Linked DNA regions of Cyprinus carpio: region 1 is linked to region 2. Evidence: chromatin contacts called from public Hi-C data. All regions are on one chromosome and are shown on one strand. The core of a region is the stretch at or near the end of the contact, and the rest is flanking DNA. Distances in the headings are between cores, read along the strand shown. Region 1 holds the start of LOC109106131 (serine/arginine repetitive matrix protein 1-like). Region 2 has its middle 4.2 kb from the start of LOC109050564.

The links. A called contact is a pair of places that touch in the nucleus more often than the background predicts.
Region 1: a contact with region 2 is called in a Hi-C map of skeletal muscle, with 2.0 times the contacts expected there. The contact joins the promoter of LOC109106131 here to the enhancer-like site in region 2. A contact is called at or near these places in 6 of 8 Hi-C or Micro-C datasets (liver and skeletal muscle).

What each region holds. Positions count from the first base shown.
Region 1 is chrA16:14,169,415-14,176,161 of ASM1834038v1, reverse strand. It overlaps LOC109106131 (serine/arginine repetitive matrix protein 1-like), which reads right to left and starts at 2,624. Exons shown (of 23, transcript XM_042772831.1): 1 at 2,379-2,624; 2 at 1,614-1,676; 3 at 1,191-1,296; 4 at 994-1,102; 5 at 626-790; 6 at 443-539. The coding sequence starts at 2,447.
Region 2 is chrA16:14,132,896-14,139,821 of ASM1834038v1, reverse strand. No RefSeq gene overlaps it. Among protein-coding and RNA genes, the nearest start is that of LOC109050564, 4.2 kb to the left of the region's middle. Within about 2 kb of position 3,176, at least 1 of the 8 cell types and tissues checked has an H3K27ac peak or open chromatin away from gene starts, as enhancers often do. A contact at or near this core is called in skeletal muscle, where this site is marked.

The DNA.
Region 1 (6,747 bases), core at 1,375-3,874, 37 kb before region 2:
TTATAATGTTACAAAAATATATTTCAAATAAACACTGTTCTTTTGAACATTTTATTCAAAACATTAAAAAAAAAATCTTACTCAGCCCAAATTTCTGAACTCTAGTGAATGTCTAATCAGTTAGCGTAGATGTGTATTTTAGTGAAAAATAAAAAAAAACATAATTAGTGAAAATGAATGATGCACTTTTGTTTTGCTGTGTAACCAATGAAATTTCTCTGCTGGGTGACTATGTTGATTTTTTAATTTGTAAATTCCACTACCTGTTTAATTTCAGTTTAACTGAACATCCTGCTGGACATGAATTAAAAGCCAATTCTTAAATTCCACCAACAGAAGAACCACACAGTTGCAGAAAAAGTGCATAATCAGAAATGGCTGCATGTTTTGTTATGTGGTATAAGTGCTTCCTCCTAACCACAGTCACATGCACAAGCCCTAACCTCTCCCTCTTCACTTCCCCAGGCGGTGAACACTTGGGGGGTGGAGATGAATGCGTCATAGGGGAAGGAAGACGATCGCTGTTCAGTGCATCTCTCCTAGACAGAATGCACATAACACTCCTCAATCTAAAGGCAGAGTTTTGCAGGGATAGAGGGGCTTTATACAGCACCGGCCTTCTCACCTCTCTCGCTCCTTTTTATTGTTAATAGTTTGTTTCTCTTTTTTCTGCTCACTTTCTCGTTTTTCACTCCTGAGCTCTGCATCGGTTTTCTGTCTTCTGTGTTTTTCATTGAGTTTCTTGTTAAAGTTTATGTCTGGTTTAATTTCCGTTGCTGACCTTTGTGGACTGACGAGATAAACAGGTTATACTTCATTACGCAAACAACAACTCTTTACTCACATCCTCTTTTGCAAAAATTAATGTTAGCATAAAAAATAGGTCACCCGATGGTATGTTTAAAGGAAGAGTTTCCCAAAGCATTCAGTTACACTGTACATAAGCTGTGTCTGGAATACTTCCATGTTTTACCCTGTTATCAGCAAACATACCTGGACTCTCTCTCAGGCGAGGTCCTGTTGGGTGACCCTGATGTCTTGCTTGGATGACTGCCATTCTTCACCTCATTCGACCTCTCAGACGTTTGGTTTTGAGCTGATTCTGACAAAGACATAAAGGCATAAATGCATAAAAACATTACATTTTAAGCCAGACCTTATTTGTTATTTCTTTACAACATGACCCCTACCCAAAAGCTTCTTCCAGTTTTTGATAAGGATCTTTGCCAAGTTGACAACATCCTCATCTGAGCAATGTTTTCTTATTCCGTTGACAGACATGCCAATTCTTGTATCCTGGAACAAAGTAAATCTTAAACGTTAGACAAACAAAACCATGAGATATCAGATAACCACCTACTGTGATGCTAACAAGAGCAGCTGCATTTATGTAATCTATATGATGTGTCATATCTTTTATATTCTTTGCAAGTCTTTTTAAAAAATCTCTATTACATTTCAAATTTAACTTAAATTATAAATCTCTCCATATTATTCTGATATGGATTTTTTTTTTTTTTGCACAGTCCATAATGATTGCTGTTTGTGATACAGCTATAATTCCCTAAAGGAATCAATAAAGTTTGTCAATACAACTGCTCCAGCAGACATACCTGAAGCAGCTTCAGTGTCATGTTGAAATCTTTCAATTCTCTCAGAAGATCTAGAGCTCCGTCCTACACAGACAGGGGGATAGATCATTCTGTTAGTATTTTTTCAAATATTTAATTACATAATAATTGTATTTGTATTAATATAATTTAATGTTTCTTTTATTTATTTTTATATTATAATAACTCAATGTCACTGCTGCAAAATTTCAGGCATTTTTGCATTTGTGTTCCAAAAAAGCAAGTACGAAGACATACTGGAACAACATCAGGGTGAGTAAATTATTGCTTTTCATTTTCAGTTTTGTGTGAACTATCCCTTTAAATTCTGTGCCCGGGCCCCGTGCGCGTGAAAGTATGTGTCGGCCAAAACACAAGCCGTCTTCACGACCTTGTGCCATTTACTACAATACATACATGCGGTTAAGAATTAACAAAAGCTGTCAACAAAACTGTCTATACTGAACACACTTTCGTCCTCGTTCTTGTCGCTGCCCTGAATAAATCTAAAGTAAATCTGCGCAATCCTCAGCCAACACCTGTTGTTACAAATGGGTCTCTGTAGTCCTATTACACACACATTATGGTCTCTCACACTTTTACAAACAAAATTAAACAACGCTTGTGCACGCTTGTATCTGAATGAAATATTATTAAAACAGCCTAAAAACACATGCAAAAAAGGTTAAATGAGTTACTCATTAGCAGCATGCACAGAGATCGCACAAACAAACAGCGTAAAGCGTTGCGTCAAAATTAGGATCTCACCATGTTATTTCTAGACACCATCTTGTCTAGTTTTTTAGCAATCCGCAACAGGTCCTCCTCTCGCGTCATTATGTGCGCATTAATGTGCTTTAAGTGAAAAGGTGATGTGTTTATAATACGTTATGTCACATAAATCTTAATTCAGCTAACGTTAAATGTACTAAGTTTTGTTCCCACGCATAAGTTGCTCCTGCACGGTCAGTTGAGCCGAGGGGGCGGGGCCTTCGGGACAGTCGGAGCTGTCAATCAATCCATCTGGATTTACGACAACTCCTAAATATAGACGATGCCAGGGCGATAAAAGTTGTGTGTTTTTTTAAGAAAGAAATTTGCAGCAGACATGCTATGAACTTTGTAAATTGGATCTGTTAGCTTAGACACGTTTATAAGCATCATTTCCTAATGGGGACACATTGTGCGTGGTAACGCTTTATGAAAAAGACGTTACATGTTGCTATTTTAGCATTCTTGTAGTCTGTTATTTGTATGTTTACTGAATGGTATTTATTTTTTATGGAGTAGCTCGATCTTTCACAACTCTAATTTGTCTGGACATTTGCAAGCATAATCATTTTTCCCGTTATTAAGTCGAAGCATCAGCTAGACAGCGTGTAAAAAATAAAGAGTTTTGGGGCATTTGGTTTACCACACACACACACACACACACACACACACACACACACACACACACACACACACACACACACACACACACACACACACACACACACACACACACACACTCAACAGGTGTTACATGATTTGAGCAGCAGATGGCAGCACGGTGTTATATAATATCAATATCGTGCTGTGGGAAAGCACTGCAGTGGACTCAAAATACATAAAAAATATTATTTTAAACCAAAAAAAAGTTCACCCAGATATTAATATATATTTTACTCACCCTCATGTCGTCTCATGACTTTATTTCTTCTGTGGAACACAAAACGAGATGCTTGGCCAAATACTGGGTACTGATAGTCTTGGTACCCATTCACTTTCACTGCATCTTTTTTCTATACAGTTAAAGAGGCTGTCAACATCCGTTTTTGACGAATTGACATTTTATATTTCCTGTGGTAATATAGAAAGTTTTCATAGACATTAACCCAGAATATTCTTTTAAAATGCACAATTTGGCTTTATTTTGCATTTTGTGGGAGGGTGATATTGGATTTTTATGAACCCTCCTACACTTTTCATCACACTCTTTCTGTAGGAACATTGTGACGTGGGGCCTGGAGGTTTTATTGTTATTCACTCAAATGTGCAAAGCATGTTTGAGAAGCTAAACTAAAGCTCATTCCATCTGGGTGACCTCAGATTAGATCTGTCTAAAATAAGGCAGCAAATATATGGTGGGATTTTTCCCACCAAAATGTGCACAAAATGCACCATCACCATAACACCAACAACATTTCATGGACCTGTATATACACAAATATTCACCACTTACTCTTAACTTACCTTTATAAGTGTACACTTCCGGTCGTCCTCCAATGCCTTCACCCTAAATAACCTCTATGGCTTCTATGGTTGCATAAATTATATAAAATTATCAACATACTTTTAAAATGTGCTGAATTACAGCAGGTTTCTGGGAAACAGATCTATCATTACCCTCTGCAAGCACCCCACATCAGTCAGCAACTGCAACCGGTTCTCAACAGCAACAGACAGACAACAAGTAGAACTTGCCTGGAAGGCCTGGTTTTCAAACCACAAAGAAAAAGGGAGGAGAAAAAAAGAAAAGACTTAAAAAATGGTTTTCCCTTTGATGACCTCCCGCTTCAATTTTATGACAAAATAATGAATCCACCAGTACCCACCTACAGTGTCTTCTCAGAGAGTTTGCGGTGTCTCTACCAATTATAGACACAAGACGCCGGACTCCGGCAATTATGGAGAGTCTGAGATGACATCAGACCAGAAAATGAATGATTTCACCGTGCTTCAGTTTTTTTTAGGCGCAGAGAGCCCCTGTAATAAAATGCAAAGATGCTAGGCTGGATTGCCACGGCATGCACACCAGCCTCTGGTTAAGAGCATATTTATAAAATCTCAGCAAAAGAACTTTTTTTTTTTTTTGGTTACGTTGGATAGTTCTGAGCATGTTTGTGTGCCAATATCTTTAAAGGAATATTTTCTGAGGATTTCAAGGCACTCGCATGCCAGGGTCAGAACTAGTGCTTTGTATACAGTATGTCTGGTTGAAACCACAAAGGTGTGATTGTCATTACAACTGAGAACAGATGTATATTAAAGGAATAGTTCACCCCAAAATAAAAATTTGCTGAAAATGTACTCACCCTCAAGCTATTTGCTGATCAATGGATGGATGTCGTCAGAATGAGAGCTAATTAAAAACATCAAAATAATCCACAAGTAATCCAAATGTCTTCAGTCCATCACTTAACATCTTGTGAAGTTAAAAGCTGCATGTTTGAAACAAATCCAGTATTAAGGCATTTTAAATATAAACCATTGCTTCTGACTGAAATATGAGTTAATAATTCATAATAATGCTTCCTCTAGTGAAAAAGTCCATCCCTTGGGGTCCTGCCACATAAAAAAGAATTGTTTAGAACTCTTTTAGACTATTTTCACTTATGCTTGATCTGCATATTTCTCTGCTGAATGAAGACAATATTAGGGATAGAGGACTCTCATTTTAGCCTGAAGCAAGGGTTTGTTAAAGATGAATTTGTTTATTATAAACACACAGATTTTTCCTTCACAAGATGTTAACTGATGGACTGGAGTTGTGTGGATTACTTGTGGATTATTGTTTATTATTGCATTATTTTTATCAGCTATTTTAACTCTTATTCTGACGTGAAGTAATGAAATGCTAAATTTCACCAAATCTGTTCGGATGAAGAAACAAACTCATCAACATCTTGGATGGCCTGAGGGCGAGTACATTTTCATTTTTGGGTGAACTATTTCTTTAACAATGTTTCATTCAGCATAATTAGCCTGATGTAGCTCACATGCTACAAACCATTTTGAACAACATGACCAGACACTAAATGTCACTCGCTCATGATTCCAGCATGCTGTCATACACATCAATTGCTTCAAAAAGGGAACTTGCAATTGACAAGACATGCCTTTGTGACTCAGACAATAAACTCTATAGACAGTTAAAGGCAGAAGTGTGTTAGTGTGTAAATCCCCTCTTACTCTCATTTCCCTACCTATCTGCCATTAATCCTTTAGTGAGAACATCCACATCCCCTTGCATAGCATACACTTTTCCTGCTGCCAAATTCAAAGCATTTTTTTCCACCTACAAACCCAGTTTCACTTATTTCTTAATCAGCTTAAAAGGTACTAATCAGCTTGAGAGTTTCACTGAGGTGAAATCTTTTAAACTGGCATTGAAAACAACTTCTAGTCTCACATTGTTGTCTTTTGAATGTTGCACAAGGCAGTTTCCGGAAATATTTATTTGTATTTTTTAATAAAATCTTAACTAGTGTTCAAAGACTTGGGGTCAATATATATCTTTTTTTCTCCAGCAAGGATGCATTAAACTGATCAAAAGTGACTGTAAAGACTTTTACATTGTTACAAAAGATTTCTGCTTCATAAATGCTGCTCTTTTTACCTTTCATTCAATTGAAAATAATTCTGAAAAAACATGTATCATGGATTTTCACAAACATATTAAGAACCACACCTGTTTTCAACAATGATAATAATAAGAAATGTTACTTGAACACCAAATCAGCAAGTGATTTCTGAAGTATCATGTGACACTGACTGGAGTAATAAAAAGAAAAAAGCTTTTCCGTAACAGGAATGAATTACGTTTTAAACTATATTAAACTAGAACAGTTACTTTAAATGTTAATAATATTTTCACAGTATTACTATTTTTACTGTAAAAAAATGCAGCTTTGTGAGCAAAAGAGTGTGTTTTGATTGATGTAATTTTGACAAAATATGTAGTTACTGCAATTGTAAGGCAATACAGATAATTATTATTGACGTGTCAGCTTTAATGCAACAGTTCCTGTTTGTTTTGGCAAACTACAAATCTAATGTTGGATCTTCTTATCAGGTTTCATTCAGCAGAGTTCATCAGACTCTGTTTAAAAACAACCAATACTCAAGTCTGTAGATGTCTCACTGTCATTCACACAAATCTACAGGCACTGCATTTCATTAGTTGCATTAGCTCTCTGCTGATGTGAGAGAAAATTGAAAAGCTTTTCATCCTTCTCTGGGCTGATGCCAGCATATTTTGTGATTGGAGGATACATGCAAACCCCTAATGCATGTGTTGAAGTTATTTGCATAGGACAAGTATTGCACTGACCACTAGGAGAACCAGAGCTTAGTCTTTAAAATATGTGTTGGT
Region 2 (6,926 bases), core at 1,927-4,426:
TTAATTATTTTATATTATATGAACCCAGATTTGAATGAGCTTTTACACAAATAAATGTGAGGTGTTGCCAGTGCTGCTGAAAAACAAAGATAACTAAGCTCATCCAACAGGCTTTTCTTCACTGGTCCCAAATGAGAAAGAAAAGAAGAGAGAAAACCATAAACCGTATAAATCTGAAAATAGGGATGTTTATAGGGAACCAAATCAGAACCATCTACTCCCACAGTACTGATGTTAAAACTGCAAATACTGTGAGACTACCAAGAAATAGATTATTACCACCGGGACTGTCCTAAATATGAAGTCTGGTATCTATTGGGGAATGAAGGATACATGGTTAAATATATCTTAATTCTCAACTGTATGATGTTAACAGTGTGTTTGTGTGGACTGACTAGGAAAACATCCAAACATCTGTTCTGATTGGATTTATTTTGGTTACACAGAGGATGAAAAGAATGATTCTCTGCAGCGTGGCATTTGTGGATGACTCACAGCTCACAAGCTGTTGATCAGACTTGGGGGCAACAGCAGCGGGGGGTGGGTGTTGGGGTTAATCATGATAGATCAGTGTGTATGTGATCAGAGAGCTGAACTACATAACATTTCAATAGGGGAGGTTTTGACAGTGTGTGATGTCAACCAATTTCAGTTCCCCTGGCAACAGCATCCCCCGTTGCCAAGCAGCACGGAAAGAGGGAGCCCTCATCGGTGTTCTGAGCAGGTGGTGATACGAGACACCTGCGTCACTGGCCTAAAAATAGCTTGCCTTGAGCTAGGAGAGCATTGTTGGTGACAATCCAGGCCTGAAGTGATTTAGAAGGGTCGCAGGACATTCAAATGGAGGGAAACCAAGGAAATACTTGATATTCACCTCGTCATTACTGAAGGCCCTGCTGGGTGGATGTTCAACTGTAATAGCACCTCTTCTGGGTGTATCCATCTGACCTAATGCACGTAGACAAATACCTTTAAGTAAAACATCTCTTTCTGCAAACAATCAGAAAGGCTGTTCCCAGTTTCACACCCAAAAAAGGTGCATCTAAATCCCGAAACGGTTTATTAAGGATACACAAGTAATCTTTTTGTTTGCAAAGCAATTCTGCCGCCCTTGAATCTTGAAACACCTGAGAGTGGTGGATGTGGATTTATTTTTATTATTTGATTACACCACACACATATTCGCTGACTAGGTACTGCGGTAGGCAAAAGTCGTCAAAGCCATAACATTGGGCAGTTAATAATTTTAGGACTGCGTTAAAATAAGTCTAGAGTGCATCAACCCAACATGTTCAAGTCATACTGAATTTTACAACCCACAATCTGGTCTTATTGAGCTTTTCTTGGTAGGTTCTAACAATGACTAACTCAAATCATCAAAAGAATAAACACAAAGGGCACCATAAAATGTCATGTACCATAACTAGTTTACAGTAGCCTATAGAATGCATCAGACCACATCAGGCACTTTAGTGGATTCATTTTCCAAACAAGCCATTTATAATGAAGAAAATGAATAGAAACTATAAATAAGGCTATTCTTGAAGGCAGAAGGCCTGTAAAAGAACACAGATTCCTCACTAGTATGACACAAATCCTGGAGAATGTCACAAGATTGACATCTCAATGTGACTAAACAAGGTTTGACATGGTGATCATGAGTACATATTATCCATACTTCATTAGCGCACGGGTGAGGCGTGAGGCTTTCTGAAGAATAGAAACACAGACTGGTAAGTATACATAACACTGCAATCTATAGTTGTCTGTTCATCAGTTCACTTCTGACAAAGAACAACTTCCTCATTCATCTTCTGTGTCTGAGTTAACTGGAGGTCAGGGCCATATTTCATGACTGCAAAGCTGAAATACAAGCAGTCAGTGTGAGACAGGTGCAAAAGATGTTTGTATGTCTTTTATTCCCCTCCTTGTCTTTAAATAGCCTATGGTCTGTGGGACATGTTAATCACTGGAAACATTTTGATACTACTTTTTGTCACCGATATAATATTAGAATATTATCAGTTAAATAACTAATGAACCATTTAATCCAAAAAAATGTCTGGACACCTAAGCCACACTTAAAATGTATGGATGTCTTTGCACTAGATAAAAAAATATCAAACATGTGGCATTTATTTTAAAGTAAATATTACAAACACACTTAAAAAAAAAAAATAAGTTGTAAAAGATAAAACAATTATTTCCACATGCCAGTACACTACCATTTAAAAGTTTAGATTTTATAAAGTTTTTTAAAAAAGTAATTTTATTTATTTGTTGAAAAATACAGTAATATTGTGAAATATTATTAAAGTTTAATAACTGTTTTCTATTTTTGGAATATATTTTAAAGTTTTATTTATTCCTGTGATGCAAAGCTGAATTTTCTCCATTACTTCAGCCTTCGGTGTCACATGATCCTTAAAAAAATCATTCTAATATGCTGATTTGGTGCTTAAGAACTATTATTGTTATCAGTGTTGAAAACAGTTGTGCTACTAAATATTTTTATGGAAATAGTGATACACTTTTTTTTCAGAATTATTTATTGAATAGAAAGTTCAAAAGAACAGTGTTTTTGTAATATTAAAAATTTTGATCAATTTATTAATGCATCCTTGCTGAATAAAATTATTAATCAAATGCTAGTGAACAGTGGTGTACGTTTTTGTAGATAATTATTGATGCAGAGAGTATTAACTAAGAGATTACCTATGACAACGCCACCGTTTGTCTTTTAGTTTTGATGTTTCATTCAGCTGTTGTAGGCCTTGCTTCGGTTAATGTTTGATACAATCCACAGGTTCTTATCTAGAAGTCCGAGACAACTTATAGAATCACGTTATGTAAGCTTACCTGTGATGTAAAAAGACCAGATTCTCGCTGACTGAGGACTTTTACGGAAATGAATGATGTTGTTTACATTTAAGAAAACACAACATCATTTTTAAACATTAGCTAGAGTAACTTAATATGATCAGCTTGAATGAGTATCTTGGGTTATCCGTGCTTTTATTTCCATATTGTTACACTACAGTAAAATGTAGACAGCCCGTCGTTGAAATAGTACAGTACACACAGGCCTCTTGTCATGGTCATGCTGTACAAAACACTAATTCTCCATGAAACCACACAGACAAGGAAGAGCCCAACCCTTGATAATCTCCCTTCAGGCCCTGTAATACTCACCACTTAAAGTGGCCTCTCTCTGTGATTAATAGCTTATTTTGTCATGTTTGCTTTACATCTGCGTCATAGACAACAAGGTGTGCCACTAACATATTTTCTTTAATTAAATGGTCTTATATATTTATTTACATAACCAAGACTTATTTCCTCTATTAACTGATTGCAAAAATAATTATATAGGGAAAACAAGCTTAGCACTGGTTTTAAGACAGGGCTTGTAGTTCAGCCCTATATCATATTCAGTGTTGGTGGGGGGTGGATGCCTTGCTCTTTTTAGCACAAGGGACAAATTTACTGCCAGGTCTCTTGTTGCATAAGGACATCTGCATTTGTATGTCGCAGGAGAAATGAAAAGTGTGGGTGGATATTCACAGATGTAAAAATTTCTGGTGCAGACACAAGCCATTCTCGGAAACTTTTTTTCTGTCTCACAGCAAAGACATGTACAAAGAAAATTTATGTAATATGTCTTAGGAATTCAACTGGTTATATAGCATTCATGAACAGTGAGAATGCAAATCTCAAGAGTGACATGAATTGATTCTGCGCCACAAAACACACATTTTACAGCACGCTTCCTAAGAAAAAAAGGGAGAGTGAACCTAAGAATACGATCCCAGATTAGTGAGAGAACCCCAGCCTTAAAAAGAACCATATCATGAGTTGCGCAACAAGCGCCCATCTGTCTTCATACATTTGAACTGGTTCCCTGGAACAGCAGTGGTGTAGCAAGAGAAGCAATGGTGGATACTAAAGACCAGAACCTGCCATGTAAAGTTATATATAAGCAAAATTATCCTTGTTAAAAAAAAACAAGAAAAAAAAAAAAAACAATACAGTGTGTTAAACTTTGGCGCTTTTACTTATATAGATAGAGTAATAGACAGACACAGATAGATACACAGACAGACAGACATAGCTTAAATTAAATAATAATACAGCATAATTAACTTCCTTTTTTCTCGAATTGCTAAAGATGTTCAGCCTTCAGGGTTTCTCTTCAGATCCTAAACCAGAGGGCACATACATTTTTGTACAGCCGCAACCGCCAAAGTCCATAATGACAATGCATTGTCTTCCAATAAAAACAGTGAGCCGCTATGATTAGAGATCTGAGTTCCATCTTTAGTGCTCACAAGTAAAGAGCAGTGACAACAGATCCAAGAAAAACCATGATGATCTACAGCAGTTGCTTGGCCAATTGAACGCTTAGTAAATCTTCATAAGGCATCCATTTGCGTAGCCTTGTGCTACCTATTCCTGTTCAACCACCATGGATTGAATACATTAGATAATATATACCTTCATAATTTCACTCTTGAAAGACATTTTTAAATCAGCATTTTTGACTTTAGTAATTAGCTCTCAAGTAAATTAATGTTTTTTTTAGCCATTTTTCCTGGTAAACAAGAAAAAACTGTCTTTTTCATGAGGTTTATGTTTAGTTAACCTATGGTAATTCAGTTGATCAGTTTATGCCACGCTAACCTCTTCAACCAACATCACGAATCATTAAATTTAATCAGAAAGATATGATTAAGACATGAGTGACTCAGAATCTGTTTGCTATGCCAAGAGGTCACTTTATGAGTCTCGGTAGACATGTACACTGTTTAGATTAATTTACTACCATCTTTGCTGCTGTTTTGAATGAAACAGATACTGTTTGCATTTACACATGAGCTAAATACACTCACCATTAGTAGCTTACGTTCATGTGCAGTTGTTTGTTTGACAGGATGTTTGTCCACACATGGATTAAGCAACCACTTTATTGGAAGACAGTTTGACTTAGCCTGTATTAGACAGGTAAAAACTAGGTTAATGAAAACACTTATCAGGCCTTCCTTTATTGCTGTTGCTCCTGCTATTACCTATTTAATGCACAATGTTACATAACCTATAACATCTCTCTGCATGAAAACGTAACTATTATTTACTGTAAACAGATGTGCTGTTAAAAAGATTTTATCATATATGTTCTAAAAGTAATAGGGAAATAACCAGATAAGCAGATACATAAAACGTCATAACACACGTTGGGAAATTCACTCTCACAAGCGTTTGTGGCAGCTGACCTTTTAACTGGGATTCTATGAGGATTTTGCAGGGTGTTATTATGATAAGCAGATTGTTTTGGACGTCAAAAGGGAGCTTGATTAATGTGTCACTCTCAGATTCATGAGCTGTCATCATGGAACTTTCTGTGCTCTCCATGAATGCACTGAACAAAAATACAGAAGGACTTTAATATCCGGCTCAACTAACATAATTTACCCGGCTATGACTTGCAAAAAAAAAAAAAAAAAAGTTATTTAATTACCCTCATATTGTTCCAAACTGGCATGACTGACTGTCTTCTGTGAAACACAAAATGAGACATTTTTAATAATGTGCTTGTTACCATTTTTCAAATAATGAAAGGAGGTCAAGGATGTCAAGCTCCAAAAATGACAAAAAATTCTCATAAAAGTGATCTGCACTTCTAAAGTCATAAGATCAGATAGCTTTAGTGTGAGGAACAATCTGTAAGTAGTAAGTCAAACAGATTGGGAACAAAAAAGAAGTTGAGTAAAATATGACTGAAATTAATTAAAAAATATTTTTTTTACATTCACAGAACCTAACGCATATTGTTACAGTTGTATTTACAGTTACCTTGCAAATAAATACGCTCTGATGAGTTCAAATGACACAAGAGTCATGTGATTACAGGATCCTGATAAGATATGACCTGCTAACAAACCAAAGGTATGTATTCATGATTCTCCTGAGTACTTTCCACTCCTGTACAATGGACCATGACAACCTTTTTGTTCTTAAAAAAAAAAAAAAAAAAAGCTTTTAGCCAAAATCTTTATTGTACTCTCTTTTTAATTAAATTTCACAATATTATTTAACACTATTACAAACAGTTGATGACTTAAAGGGCAATTTAAAAAGATTTGCAGTGACACTACACTAAAACATTTCAAACAATATTATGTGGTCAGATTTCTTAATCTCTTGTCATACTTACAGAAAAGAGCAGTGTTCCACTGAAGCAAGACAATCAGGTTTGACACGAGGTAAACAACAACACAATTATACAACTGGTTTTGAATGATCAAATGAGAACATTTTAATGGAGCTTCGTTTTAATTCTAGTTGAAGTTACAGTCATTTTGTTGTGTTTTTTTTTAAATTAGTTTTTGCTCTTCATGTCTAGTTTTTATTAATTTTTGTTTTAGTTATTTAACTTTTTTTTTTTTTTTTTTTTTTTTTTTTTTTAGGAAATTTTATTTCAGGTTACAAAATTTTTTTTTATGGTTTTAGTTTGTGGTTTTACATGATCAAATTACATGTGGACAGCTGAGTCAAACCTCAGTGTAACTATTTGACTTAAAACAAGGCTGAAACCTTCACCCTTGAACAGTACATCACAGCGGCATGCAGTGCCGATCCTAGACTTCTGGGGGCCCTAAGCAAAACTTTGTTAGGGGGTAACTCTCTGTGCATTCATAAAAATCCCAAAATGCTCCCCAACCCCTTAACTTATTCTTTCAGAGCAGTTTCAGTCAACAAGCAACAGTGAGTTGAAACAGTGATTTGATTAAAGTAATCAAATGTAAAAATAAAGCACTGCATAGACTTCACCATAAAAATGAAATATAAACTGATTCACAACAAAGTTAGTCAGTCACATTACATGATTAAAGGAAAGGAACGTTCATGTTTTCATAAACGCTGTCCAA